Linked DNA regions of Mus musculus: all the other regions are linked to region 3. A link is a contact called in public Hi-C and promoter capture Hi-C data. All regions are on one chromosome and are shown on one strand. The core of a region is the stretch at or near the end of the contact, and the rest is flanking DNA. Distances in the headings are between cores, read along the strand shown.

Region 1 (3,913 bases), core at 87-2,586, 150 kb after region 3:
GCACAGGGATTAGTTCTCACCAGGCGATTACAGTTGTGGTTAATATTAGAGTCTCTTCAGGCAGCTTGCCAGGGTTCAGTTCTAATAACACTTTCCCTGTGATCTGGTTTCTTCATCTCTGAAATAGAGATAAAGAGAATTCTGTCTCAACATTTTAGAGGGGAGTAAATGAGATTTAAATTACGTAGAATAGTGTCTGTCTCGTAAAAAGTTTCAGCTCAATAAATCCTAGCTATTACATCTTTTACAAACTTACACGCACTTTTATCTACAGTGCCTTATTGAGTTATTCTAGCCTCCCTGCTAGGCTGACATGATTGCCTTCATTCTGTAGACAAAGAAATCACATCTCCCAGTGGCTAAATACTTTCCCACAGTATCATAGTAGGTAAACCACAGAGTTATTTCAAAACTGGCTTTGGGACTTCAAATCCTGTGTGCACTGCCTTCTATGACCTTTGAAATTTTATTTATATTTTAACTGTGTTGTGTGTGTGTGTGTGTGTGTGTGTGTGTGTGTGTGTGAAGTGCTCAGGGAAACCAGAAGAGGGTATCACATTGTCTAGCAGTGGAGTTACAAGGAAACTCTGAGCTATCTGACATGAGTGCTGGCAACTGAATTCTGGTCTTTTGCAAGAGAATTAAATACTTCTAACCTTATAGCCATCTCTCCATCCCTTTTGTGACCCGTTAAATCATCCTTCTATTCTTCAGGATGTCCTGATGCCTTCACTATTTTATGTCTTTCTTTCCATTCCAGATCCCCCAGCACAGCACAGACAAGAGCTTGTCAGTCCACAGAGGAGCCTAGAGACCTATTCCCATGACAGATACCATCCCATGGGGAGCTGAGTTAGGACACACAGTATGAAGGATGGTGTTGCTGGTGGTCACAGCCTGTTTTAGGATATACCAGGGATGGCGTACTGTTAATGTTAATACTCACAAAGCAGATTGGCTCAGACTGTGAGGTGAAGGCTTGCTAAGTTGAAGGAGCTTCCGAACACCTCCTCCACCATTAGCACCACCATGGAAGCTACAGAAGCTGGTAATGTGAAATAAAAAGACAAATTAATAGCACAAAGAAGGGGGAAGGGGGCAGCCTCATGAGCCTCCTGTGAACTGGGACCGTAATTAACACTTCTATGGCTTTGTCTTATCCTTAGGAAGGTTTGAGAAGCACAGGGTTGATGGTTGTGTGAGTGTGAGGCACAAGGAGTTGTGTTTGGCTGAAAATGTAGGGTTTTTTTTTTCTTGCTGGATTCGTGGGCTCAGCAGTAGCTCTCTGAGGGAAAAGCCTTTTGCAGAGAAGCATTTATAATGCGATGAAGATGCTCAGTGGCTTCCAAAAGTAGGTAGTGAAAAAATAGCTCTTGTGTGTAAGTCTGTGTGATACCAGATACCACACTCGGGTTTTTTAAGGTGTAAACTTCTAAAACTAGAGTGGCTACGTTCAAGGAGATACACATCTAAATGTCGTAGATAAATGGACAAATTGCCTTGAAAATAGGCGTTACCAATTTGTACTCTCCACACTTGAGGATAGAGTATCATTTTTCCAGAATTTTTTTTTTCAGAATGCCAGGAAGAATTTGAGCCTTCCTTCCTCTGTAAAAGTTAACCTCAAAGAACTGTTGGCTCCCTGGCTTTGAAGATGATGTCAGGGGACCCCTGAGGATCTGCTGTAATGGTCAATGTTGACAATTTGACAAGAGCTGCATCACCTGTAAGGGGTTATTTAAATTAGGTTTGTCTCTGGGCATGCCTGTGAGGGACTGTCTTGATTGGGTTATTAAGGTGGGAGGCTCCACTTTAAAGGAACACTTGGGTACCAGACTGCAGGGAACAGGATCTAGCTAAGCGCACACTTTCATCACCCTCTTCTTCCTGATTCTGGACACAATGTAGCCAGATACCAAGTTCCAACCTTCAGTACTTCTCCATCACAATAGAATGTACTTTCAGACTGTGAGCTGAACTTAGTCCTTTATCCTTCAAACTGCATTTGTCAGAGGATTGTTATCACAGTGGCAGACAGTAATGCAGGCAGCCTGTTTCCATGTAGGAGCACACCTGGCTTGGATATTCGCTGACCATGTGACCTTGATGTAGCCATTTAGCTCCTCCTCCTCCTTCTCCTCCTCCTCTTCCTCCTCCTCTTCCCCTCTCCCTTCTTCCCCTTCTCCCCCCCTCCTCCTCTTCCTCCTCCTCCCCTCCTCCCCCCTCCTACTATGGTAATGATAAGGTTGGCTGCATTATCACTGATTAGTCAATAAGTGAATATACCCCTGCCTCTTCCAGGTGCTGCTATTTATAGCTTTATTTAGACTTAAGCTATCTGCATCACAGGTGTTTATGTTACCTATGTCATTGAAATTGTCTTTTGTTAAGTATTTACTATGGTATTAACAACTTTTCTGCATAGTCTGCATGTCAATTCAGACTCAAATTTTAAAAATAATTTTTTTTCTCCAAGTAACTGTTATTTCCTGCAATTCAACAACTACATAGAAATTCAGGTGTCTTGAGGCCTGAGAGATGTCGTTGGCTACCTGAATATGTCTTAGTTTTTTTCACTACATTTCCTCTTGTGGAACCCAAGTTATGGATTTATTGGTCACAGTATAATATCCCTTCAAAGACTGATAAATATGATTTATAATTAAATCAGCATCTACTCAGGTCTATTAAGTTAAATCAAAATTATTATCATGTGCTTGACTTAGAAACTTCAGTAAGCATATTCTGGGAAGGGCATACATGGGTGTTAACTAATCTTATAACATTAACAATGGATGCTTTGGTGTACTAGTCTCCTTCTCGTTACTGTAATGAAATATCCTAAGCAGGTGAACTATATAAAGAAAGGGGGTTTAACTAACTCGTAGTGTGGGAAGCTGAAAGTCCAAACAGTATGTGTCAGCCTCTGGTGAGGACCATCCACCTCAGCTACGTCATCTCCTGGTGAATGGCAATGACATCATCAATCAGGAAGCCAAAGGGAACTGCAGGGGCCAGGCTTAAAACCTTACCCTATTTCGCTCTCAAGAATAGTCACTCCAGTAGAACCAATATTACTTGTGATACAGGAATCTAAATGACCTAAGGACCCACCACCACTACACATGCCTCTTCCAGGCTTTGTATACCCTACATTGCTATACTAGGTAGGGATCAAGTCAAATGAACTGTTAGGACACAGAGAATGTCCAACCAGGGCTCTTTGGCTGCTAAGAGAATCCCGCAAAACAAGCCTGGCCTAAAACCACAACTGTGTGAAACATGAGGGTTAATTCTGATGGCTGTGTGCAAGACATGCACAGTGCAGTTTCTGACATGTCACTGGTAGATTATCAAAACTGTTCATTCTCAACTGCTCGTTTGCAAAGGTCAGTGGGGGTGTCCTAAGAGTCAGTACCCCAGGAGGTCTTGAAAGGAAGTGAGAGGGAGGAGGCAATATGCCATTGCTTTGTTTTTTCTGTTTTGTTTGTCCAAAAGCCTTCTGCAGTCTAGAGCAGAGTCTTAGTGGAAAAAAGCAGCTATCTCAATTGGGGGCAATCAAGCAATCTGCCTAGTGACAGCTCTGTCCTTTGGGTTGTTTCAGATCTATCAGTGGATAAGCCAGGTCAGCGAGAAGCATGCAGGAGTGCTGACGCAGCATTTCCTGGGAATGACCTGTGAGACCTGGCCCATGCACTACGTGAAGGTGAGTGCAGAGGCTGAGCCCGACTGTGCTGGCCGAATCTGCCCCAGCAGACTTCGCACAACCCAGAGGCTCTCTAGGAAGAATTCAAAGCTCAGTGTACAAGCCCTTGCCTTTTCTATCCCAAATTAGGCTTTTATACACATGCCTTCTTCATAAGAGGTTCTGAGGCAACACAGGACCCAAACACAGCAGGAACTCGTCAGTGGA
Region 2 (3,789 bases), core at 678-3,177, 230 kb after region 3:
CTCTCATAAGCATCTCTCTCTGTGAGGTGACTCAGATTCTAGTCAAGTTGACAATGAATACTAACCATTGCATGCACAATATGGCTAGACAACTGAAAAGACATAAGTGTGGGAAAGAAGGCTGTTCAGCTAACATTAGCTAAGTACTAATTATATTTCATACTTTGCAAATGTGTACCGTACAAATAACATGACGGAGCCCTCACAATAAATTTTCAAGTTAGGATTCATCATATCCTTTCTTTATAAATGTGAAAGAGCTAAGGCAGCAAAGAGGTTAAATAAATTGGTCAAGATTCAAAACCTGCACATGCTATGATTTGACTCTAAGTCAAAGACCAATCCTTGCACAATAAGAAATAAAACTCTTCTATTGTGTCTTCCCCCTTTTTTAGTTAATTTTGGTTCCTACAGCACATTGGCGTTAGACGGAGCACACTCCTTCCAACGTTACTTTGTGACATTTGCTTGTGAGAGTTGTAGCCAGTCAATACTACCCTCATTGTCCCTGGCATAAAGCACAGTCATGGTGGCCTTGCGAATGAAGTTTCAGGAGCTTTGATTCAATTCCATTAACCAATCTTGAGAGGGGCTGGGACAAGGGGACATTAGAACCAGCCTCCCAGTGGAGTGAGCAGCTCACCTGTAAAGGAGCCTGCCCTGAGAGGTCTAGGAACTTTGATGAAAATTTTAAGGATGTAGGTAGAAAATGAATGGCAAAAACGTCCCCATCCCCCTACCCCAAGAAAGTGCCTTTAGTAAGCTAGGCCTTAACCCCTGTTCCTGTTTATGCCTCGCAGGTAAGCTTCAGGGGGTTAGGGTGGGTGGATTACTCCCTAGCAATGCCGGGAAGTCCGTCTACAAGCCAATTAGAACACACCCAGATTTGCCAGGAAAGCATTTGCCTCACTTGACTTTATTGGTTTCATAAAACAAGTGAAAGAAATCAGCAAGCTCACCATCCTAGCCAAGATGAAAGGCCAACCGGAGGCCACACAGGCTCCTGGCTGCAACCCTTCTCCTAGCATGCTATCCTGATCTGTACAGCAAGCACCATGTGGTCTCAGGAACACATCAGCTTCCATGTGATGGGAGATCTCCGATTTAGTCTCAGCACCCCTGAGTGTGTGCCCTGCATCTTGGAGAACTCACACTGTTTTTCTGAGCCTCGGCATCTTTGTCTGTCAATTTCAGGTGAGGTCACTTTATACAAGCTTGGATGTACATAATTTAAAACCTTAAAGGAAGCCAAATACTTATATGCAGAGGATCATCTTCATTCTGCCTTCACTCCCTACATTACCTTCTGGGGTTGGTGTTTAAGCCTAAACATAAATTATCTTTGCTGTTATTGACTCTCCATTGCAAGCAGTGAAGAGAGAGAGGAAGAAAGGCGAGGGAGAGAGAGAGAGAACATGTGTCCCTCGCTTGCCTTTTCTTTCTTTCTTTGTCACTTCTCAAGGTTTCTGGGAAAGGAGCAAATAGAACAGAGTGCTCTTGTCCAGCCCCTTACCCCTCCCCCTGGCCGGAGATGGACACTTTCTACTACTCCCTCTTGTCCCCTCCCCCATCCTCATCAGAGCAGTCAGGGATGTGAAAGCCCTGTGAGTAATTCCAGGGTTTGCCTGACCTTCGCCAGACAGAAACAGTGTGTGGTTCACGGTCTTTTCTGGGGTCCACAACGGGCTTTTCTGGGGTCCACCACGGGCTTTTCTGGGGCCCACCACGGGCTTTTCTGAACCTGTCCTCAGAGGCAACCTGGCAAATCAGCCTAATGGGCTGATGTGGTTCAAGACTGAGAGTGGAATCGACCCTCCTCCCTGAAAAAAAATTATAAAAAACTGTCTTTATCCCACACTGTGTTCAGTGCCCCAAACAATTACTGATGGTAATTAGCCGTCCAGAACAACAAGCACATTATATCTTGCTCAGCTGTGCTGCCATGGCTCGCGAGCAAAGGGCATTGTGTCTGAGCACAGTCGCTGTGATTTGAAAATCTCCCATGTGGACTCTGGGAAACACGACCCTTGCCGCTTCCCTCTAACCTGGAGAACCAACCCCTGGTTATTAAGCTGGAGTTTCCTTTGGGGCAGAGTTCAAAAGAGAGGCATGAGAACTTGCGCTCCAGAAAACTGTCCGTTTGTTTGAAATTTCTGACAGTCCTGCTGCTTGGTGGGGTATTTTAGCACAGGCTGGTTCTCCTGCATGCGCATCTTGGGTTGTAAGGCTTCCCACGGCCTTGATGCTGTCAATATTGGAACAGGAGCAGGGAACACACACACACACACACACACACACACTACCATGAGTCGGGGAAGCGAAAGGGTGAGAAGTTACCACTCTTTAAACCACAGGAGGGGTTGGAAAGCCAACTTACCAAAATAGCAGTTCAAAAAAAATTTTTTTGAAAAACAAATTCACCACCAAACAGTTTCTCCTGCTCCATTTATTTCAACTAGTGTGGTATTAATAGAACGCCTAACAGCAGGGAGCAGGGAAATAAATGTATTCTCACTCACAAGGGAATGACTAAATGACTCACAAATGCAAAAATAAATAAATGGCTTCCCGTGAAAATCTGAAACTGTATTACCCCAACCGAAACAACGAAGCTTTTTAACTATAACCTAACGTGCTAAATCCGATCAGTTTTATTTGAGGCCATAGATAGATCGAGCGATCAATCTCCATTATCCCCGGTTCCTTTTCATCTTCATAGTGCTATTTTTCTTCCTTCAAGACATTTCAGTTCATTTCCTCAAGCCTTCCTCAGTTTAATGGCTGATTTTCCCACCAGGAAAAAAATCTCACTTCCTCTACAGGAAACAAAGGAAACAACCAAGAAGGAAGCTTTAGAAAGATAAGTCTCAAGACTATTCAGTGAGGAGGAAGCCATTCGGGGTGAGAGGAAGATAACAGGTAGATAAATACTGTGTACCCCAGCTTCTCTCAAACCTTCTGTTAAATGTTAACAGGTGCTGCCTCCTGACACTATAAAAAGATCAACTTTTTGTCTCCTGTATAATTTGTGAACAGGTAGGCCCCGGAGGGCCTGAATGAGGTCATGCCAATTAACTCACCGGTTCCTGCAATCAGAGTGATAATGACATCCTTAGCAACCACGCTATCTATGGCACCGCCCACTGCTGTGAAAACCCTCTTCATCTAAGCAGGTTGGAGGGTGCCTGGCCAGAGCTGTGATCTCAGACCCTGCAGGCTGAGAATTACACTCACCTCCCCCACCCTCCACCCCAGTGATTCCCAGACACTCCTTCCCTAACCCAAAAGAGGAATGAGGAAATCAAATCAAATCAAAACAAACAAAAACAAACAAAATAAACTTTCTCCATCCACAAAAGCTGAGGACCGGGACTTTCCCCAGAGTCCACAGCTACTATGAGCTGCCTCATCAGAACCATCTTAGAGGAATTAATGATTGCTTGAGCCCCATCCAGCCTGCCTGGACTGTACATACTTACCCCTTGCTTTAAAAATCCTTGTAACTGGGCTGCCTTTGCTAATGGACCCTCACAGCTACTTCGTGGGACGAGATTTGATATGCCGAAGGCAGTAGAACAGAAGGCAATGTCCAAGACTAAAAGTACTTTTAAAATTCAGCTTCCTGGGACACACTGACTATATATGACAACCAGGACAGCAACCAAGAATACATCCCGCAAGTGGGCAAACTTACTTCAACAAACTTAAGCTCTAAACATTTCAGTTTGAGTCAACATTTATTATATGAACCCCCTCCCACCTGCCCCTTGGTATATTAGCTATTTGGGG
Region 3 (3,816 bases), core at 553-3,052:
TGAGTCTGTTTAAGCAGACTGAAGCCCTCCCACTCCTTCAAAATACAACAGCCACTGATTTTTAAGCATTTCCCTTAAAGTTTAAGTAAACAAAACATCCAACTCTGAGAACCATCTTACCCATTTACAGGTGAAGACACCAAGACTCCCACTTTACTATGCCACATAACTCTGAGGAAGTTATTTAAATTCCTAGCTACTACATTCCACATATTATATATATTATAGTCTTGTAGCAATCAGAAGCCAGTTGTTTTCAAGAAAAAGTCTTAATGTTCTTATTTTTATAATAGAATATGAGAGAACTAGCACATTATAAATGGGTGGCCATTTTCATTTTGAAGTGAGTTTTACCTTGGATGAGAAAGGTTGTTTGTCTTTTCTTTCTGTATGTTGATCTATGGGGAGTCAAGGATAGCAGTGCTGTTGGGCCAAGGATGAGGACACCCAGTTTGTAGGCTCTACCTCTACCATGTGAATGGTCCAGACCTTGGTTTTTTCCACTCTATGAAAGATGAAGCTGGAGTAGATAATTTCTAAGACAGGACGTGCTTCCACCTTTAAAAATTCTCAACATAAGCTGCAATTCTCCAACCCATCATCCTAAACCAGGCTTTAAACTTCTGGATGAATAGGCTTCCATCCCAGGACCAAGAATATGCAGTTCCTCTTAAATCAAACTCAACATTAAATTGCACTGCAAACAAAAAGTTTCACACGGTTTGAATGTTGCTGTGTAGAATTTAATGAGCTCCATATGCCTGACCTCTGGAAGGAAATGATGTTGGGAACTGTAGCTGGGGAAGAGGCTAAGGGCATCAGCATCTGCTGTGAGTTACTTGGAGGGAAGGGAACCGACCGCATTTTTGTATCACTGCCAAGCTGGAGAGGTGGAAACGCTTTGCAATCTGTGCGCTCACCTTCTGAGAGCGGGCTGACAGTTTTCCAATGTTTTCCTTGCTCTTCGGGAAGTTGTGGAGGACAGCAGATTCTAACTTCCTTTCTGTAGCTGCAGCAAACATCTCAAGTCTGCGGGGGCAATTGGGTTTCAGGTCCGTGCTGAAGAGAGCAGGCTGTCCTAGGAGACACATGAATGATGTGACTGACCACTAGACTTGTTTGAAAGAATCTGCTATCCCTGCTGGGCCCTTCCTAAAACCCGGGTCTGATAACAGCATCCTTTCTCCTTATTAATATATATACATACATCCTCTCTGCTATACACAGACTGTCAAATTGGACCTGGATGCACTTTGGAAAGGTTCTTTGGTCTTCTATCTTTACCCTCTTGTGCCCCATCTACGGACCCCTCAACAGCATTCAGGTTTCATCTCTCTGGACTTTCTAAGTGCTTTCTCCTCTGCGGTGTCCCTACCATCTGTTTATCACGCAGGATGCTCCTGCACCACACAACTCATTGACCACTTTGCAGGATGCGTCTCCATTCTCCCCTTTGCCCTCTGTGCTTTGTCTTTTCTGTCTCATAACCCTGTTGGAGTGAGGAGGGGGCTGTGCAGTCTGCTCCCAGTCAGTTGGAAAGGTTTTTGTGAATGAGACCTTGTGGGCTCCTTTCCTTTATTTTCTGGGGGCAGAAAACAATCTAATTTCAGTAAATGTTGGTTAAATGAAGACAGGAAAGAAGGAAGCTAGGGCCAGAAATTCTTCAGGGCAACGCAAGAGCCTGTCTCTTAAGGCTTCTTGGATTCCTCTGGTTACCTCGTCTAAAATAATTCATGTCCATCAGCTGTTCTGCGGCACATCCTTTCTGAAGACTATTGTCTAATGGTAGGAGACAGTTAGTGTTCTACTGACCATAGGGGGTTGCTATGAAACAGAACAGAACAGAGAGCATCAGCAGATTCCTCATCTTCTCACAATGCTGCTGTGTGCCCTGTACAGACGACACCGAAAGACTCTTCTCTTAGAGATGTGCTGCACAAAGTCATTTTCTGTGTCACTCGTTGCAAACAGACAGTTCTCTCCAATTGGAGAGGCAACCATTTATGTCTTTTGTCATAGAGTAGGATTCCATTCATATTTTTGTTCCTACATTCATTTCAGAGGGTTTCTCAAGACCTGAACTATTTTTTGGCAAACTATCACTTTTCTTCCTGGTACTAGACTCAGAGAATAAAGGCCATTTATGCTTTTTTTTTTTAATTATTAAGAGTTGTATCAAAATTGAAAATCAGAATTCTGCGTTGTCATATTTTCATGAGACATGGCAGTATTCAAACACATTGTCTCATGTGATTTTTGCAACAGACTTGTGACATGAACGAGGCAAATATCAGAGGTAGAAAAATCAGAGGTAGAAGGTGACATGATACTGTGGGTGGGTGACTCCCCTCTCAATCCCAGTCATCTTAAGTGAGGAGGACCACTAGCCGTGCAGAACAGCATGGTTTGGGTTACCTTTGCAAGTGTTTAAATCCCGAGTCAGGCAAACCATGTTGGGTGCTGCCTGCTTCCCGTTGTCATGTTCTTCATGCGTGATAGGATTGAGGGAGGAAAACAAGAAGGACTGACCATTCTTTTAGTGACCGTTTTAATGTAGAATCACAGCTGAATTTACTTGGAGGGGGGAGGCCGGTTGTAAGATTATTGTTTTTCTTCTTTTTGTTTTAAACTGAGACTATCTGTCCCCTTTCATCATTTTCAGAGAACTGCTAGGGCAGACGTTGGGAAGGAATATAGCAAGTCCATTTGTTAGAATACCTGGACCCTCCTCAGAAAAGGTGAGGGTGATCAGTATGTTAAGAGCTCAGTTAAAAACAGGGAACATTAAAAGCAGGTAAACTGGGGGTTCCCTGTGAACACGTGCCTTCGTTAGAAAAATGGAATTTGAGGCTCTAAAACACAGCCTGTTTCCAAGTAATTGCTGAGTTCCCCCAAATCTTGTTTAACATATTGCTGGGATAATGCATATGAGATGGTTAAAAATGGAAGGGAGAAAAAAAAATTCCCCAACACCCTTAGAGGAATTTGCAATTCATAAAGTTACTGCCAATTTTGCATTATAGTTGCCATGGCAGCCGTGCTAGGCTGCTGCTCAAACATTCCTCAGAAGGGGAAGGAATAGTATATAATAAGCTCTTCAAGTGTAATTTTTTATTGTAGTTGAATTAGTGTGTAATTCTCGTGTGAGCAGCCCAGTAATCCGTGAATGCGCACTCTAGCAACGATGCCGATTTCTTATCTCTGCGTGCTTATGCAATCTATGAAAAAGTTGCTGCCTGCTCCCAGTGCTTGCTAATTAATTATTAAAAAATAACAAAAAAAGCATTAGTGGCAATTAATTAATTACAAAAGCAAAAGCACAAACAATAAAAACAGCATTTTGAACATGACTCCAAGGGCCTGGCCAGCTTGTTAAATGGAACTGCTTTCAGCCAAGCTTCAAGGCTGAGTTTTGTGTCTCACCCTGCTCCTTCCATGTTTGCGAAGTAGCCATCAGAGCCAGTTGTTAGACCAAAATAATGCTTTATTTTTGTCGTCTACATAGGGAGCGTTTTTGAAAAAAAAAAACCTAAATTTTCTTTGCTCAGCTTCTGGGGAGTGAGTCTAACAGGTTGCACCATCCAGGTCTGAAACAAAGGCAGTTTTGGCTTCAGTGCCCTATACCCCAGGCCTGTATTTCACTGAGGGAGAGACACTGTAGACAAGTCATTTTTATTAGTTTGTTTTGCATTGTGACAAAGTAGCTAAGGATGGGTAGTTTAGAAAGAAACCAGGTTTATTTAGCCATAGTTTTAAAAACTGAAATCCTAAACAACACAGTGGCAGCCCTGGAGTGGCACCTCTGGCTACATTGCA

What was found. Promoter capture Hi-C pulls out the DNA fragments that hold promoters and counts their contacts. Hi-C and Micro-C count contacts between places; a contact is called where the count stands out from the background.
Region 1: a contact with region 3 is called in a Hi-C map of cortical neurons. The contact joins the enhancer-like site here to the promoter of 4933402D24Rik in region 3. A contact is called at or near these places in 5 of 39 promoter capture datasets (the 3T3-L1 cell line, hematopoietic stem and progenitor cells, hippocampal neurons and 1 more), 6 of 484 Hi-C or Micro-C datasets (cortical neurons, cumulus cells, granulosa cells and 3 more), 5 of 115 datasets of contacts at active chromatin or transcription factors (astrocytes, differentiating embryonic stem cells, pancreatic cancer cells and 2 more) and 2 of 9 other capture datasets (adipose tissue and macrophages).
Region 2: a contact with region 3 is called in a promoter capture Hi-C map of hippocampal neurons, with 5 times the contacts expected there. The contact joins the enhancer-like site here to the promoter of 4933402D24Rik in region 3. A contact is called at or near these places in 4 of 39 promoter capture datasets (the 3T3-L1 cell line, hippocampal neurons and liver), 1 of 15 datasets of contacts at CTCF or cohesin (pro-B cells), 5 of 484 Hi-C or Micro-C datasets (brain, cerebral cortex, cortical neurons and 1 more) and 5 of 115 datasets of contacts at active chromatin or transcription factors (the NIH/3T3 cell line, cardiomyocytes, differentiating embryonic stem cells and 2 more).

The regions. Positions count from the first base shown.
Region 1 is chr1:63,917,080-63,920,992 of GRCm38.p6, forward strand. It overlaps the pseudogene Gm13754. Among named protein-coding and RNA genes, the nearest start is that of Gm13749, 46 kb to the right of the region's middle. Within about 2 kb of position 1,337, at least 9 of the 459 cell types and tissues checked have an H3K27ac peak or open chromatin away from gene starts, as enhancers often do. A contact at or near this core is called in cortical neurons, where this site is marked.
Region 2 is chr1:63,992,889-63,996,677 of GRCm38.p6, forward strand. No RefSeq gene overlaps it. Among named protein-coding and RNA genes, the nearest start is that of Gm13749, 30 kb to the left of the region's middle. RefSeq lists an enhancer at 406-3,684. Within about 2 kb of position 1,928, at least 114 of the 459 cell types and tissues checked have an H3K27ac peak or open chromatin away from gene starts, as enhancers often do. A contact at or near this core is called in brain, cerebral cortex, cortical neurons and 3 more, where this site is marked.
Region 3 is chr1:63,767,465-63,771,280 of GRCm38.p6, forward strand. 4933402D24Rik (RIKEN cDNA 4933402D24 gene) reads right to left here and starts at 1,803. Exons shown (of 3, transcript NM_001256158.1): 1 at 1,717-1,803; 2 at 921-1,078. The coding sequence starts at 1,741.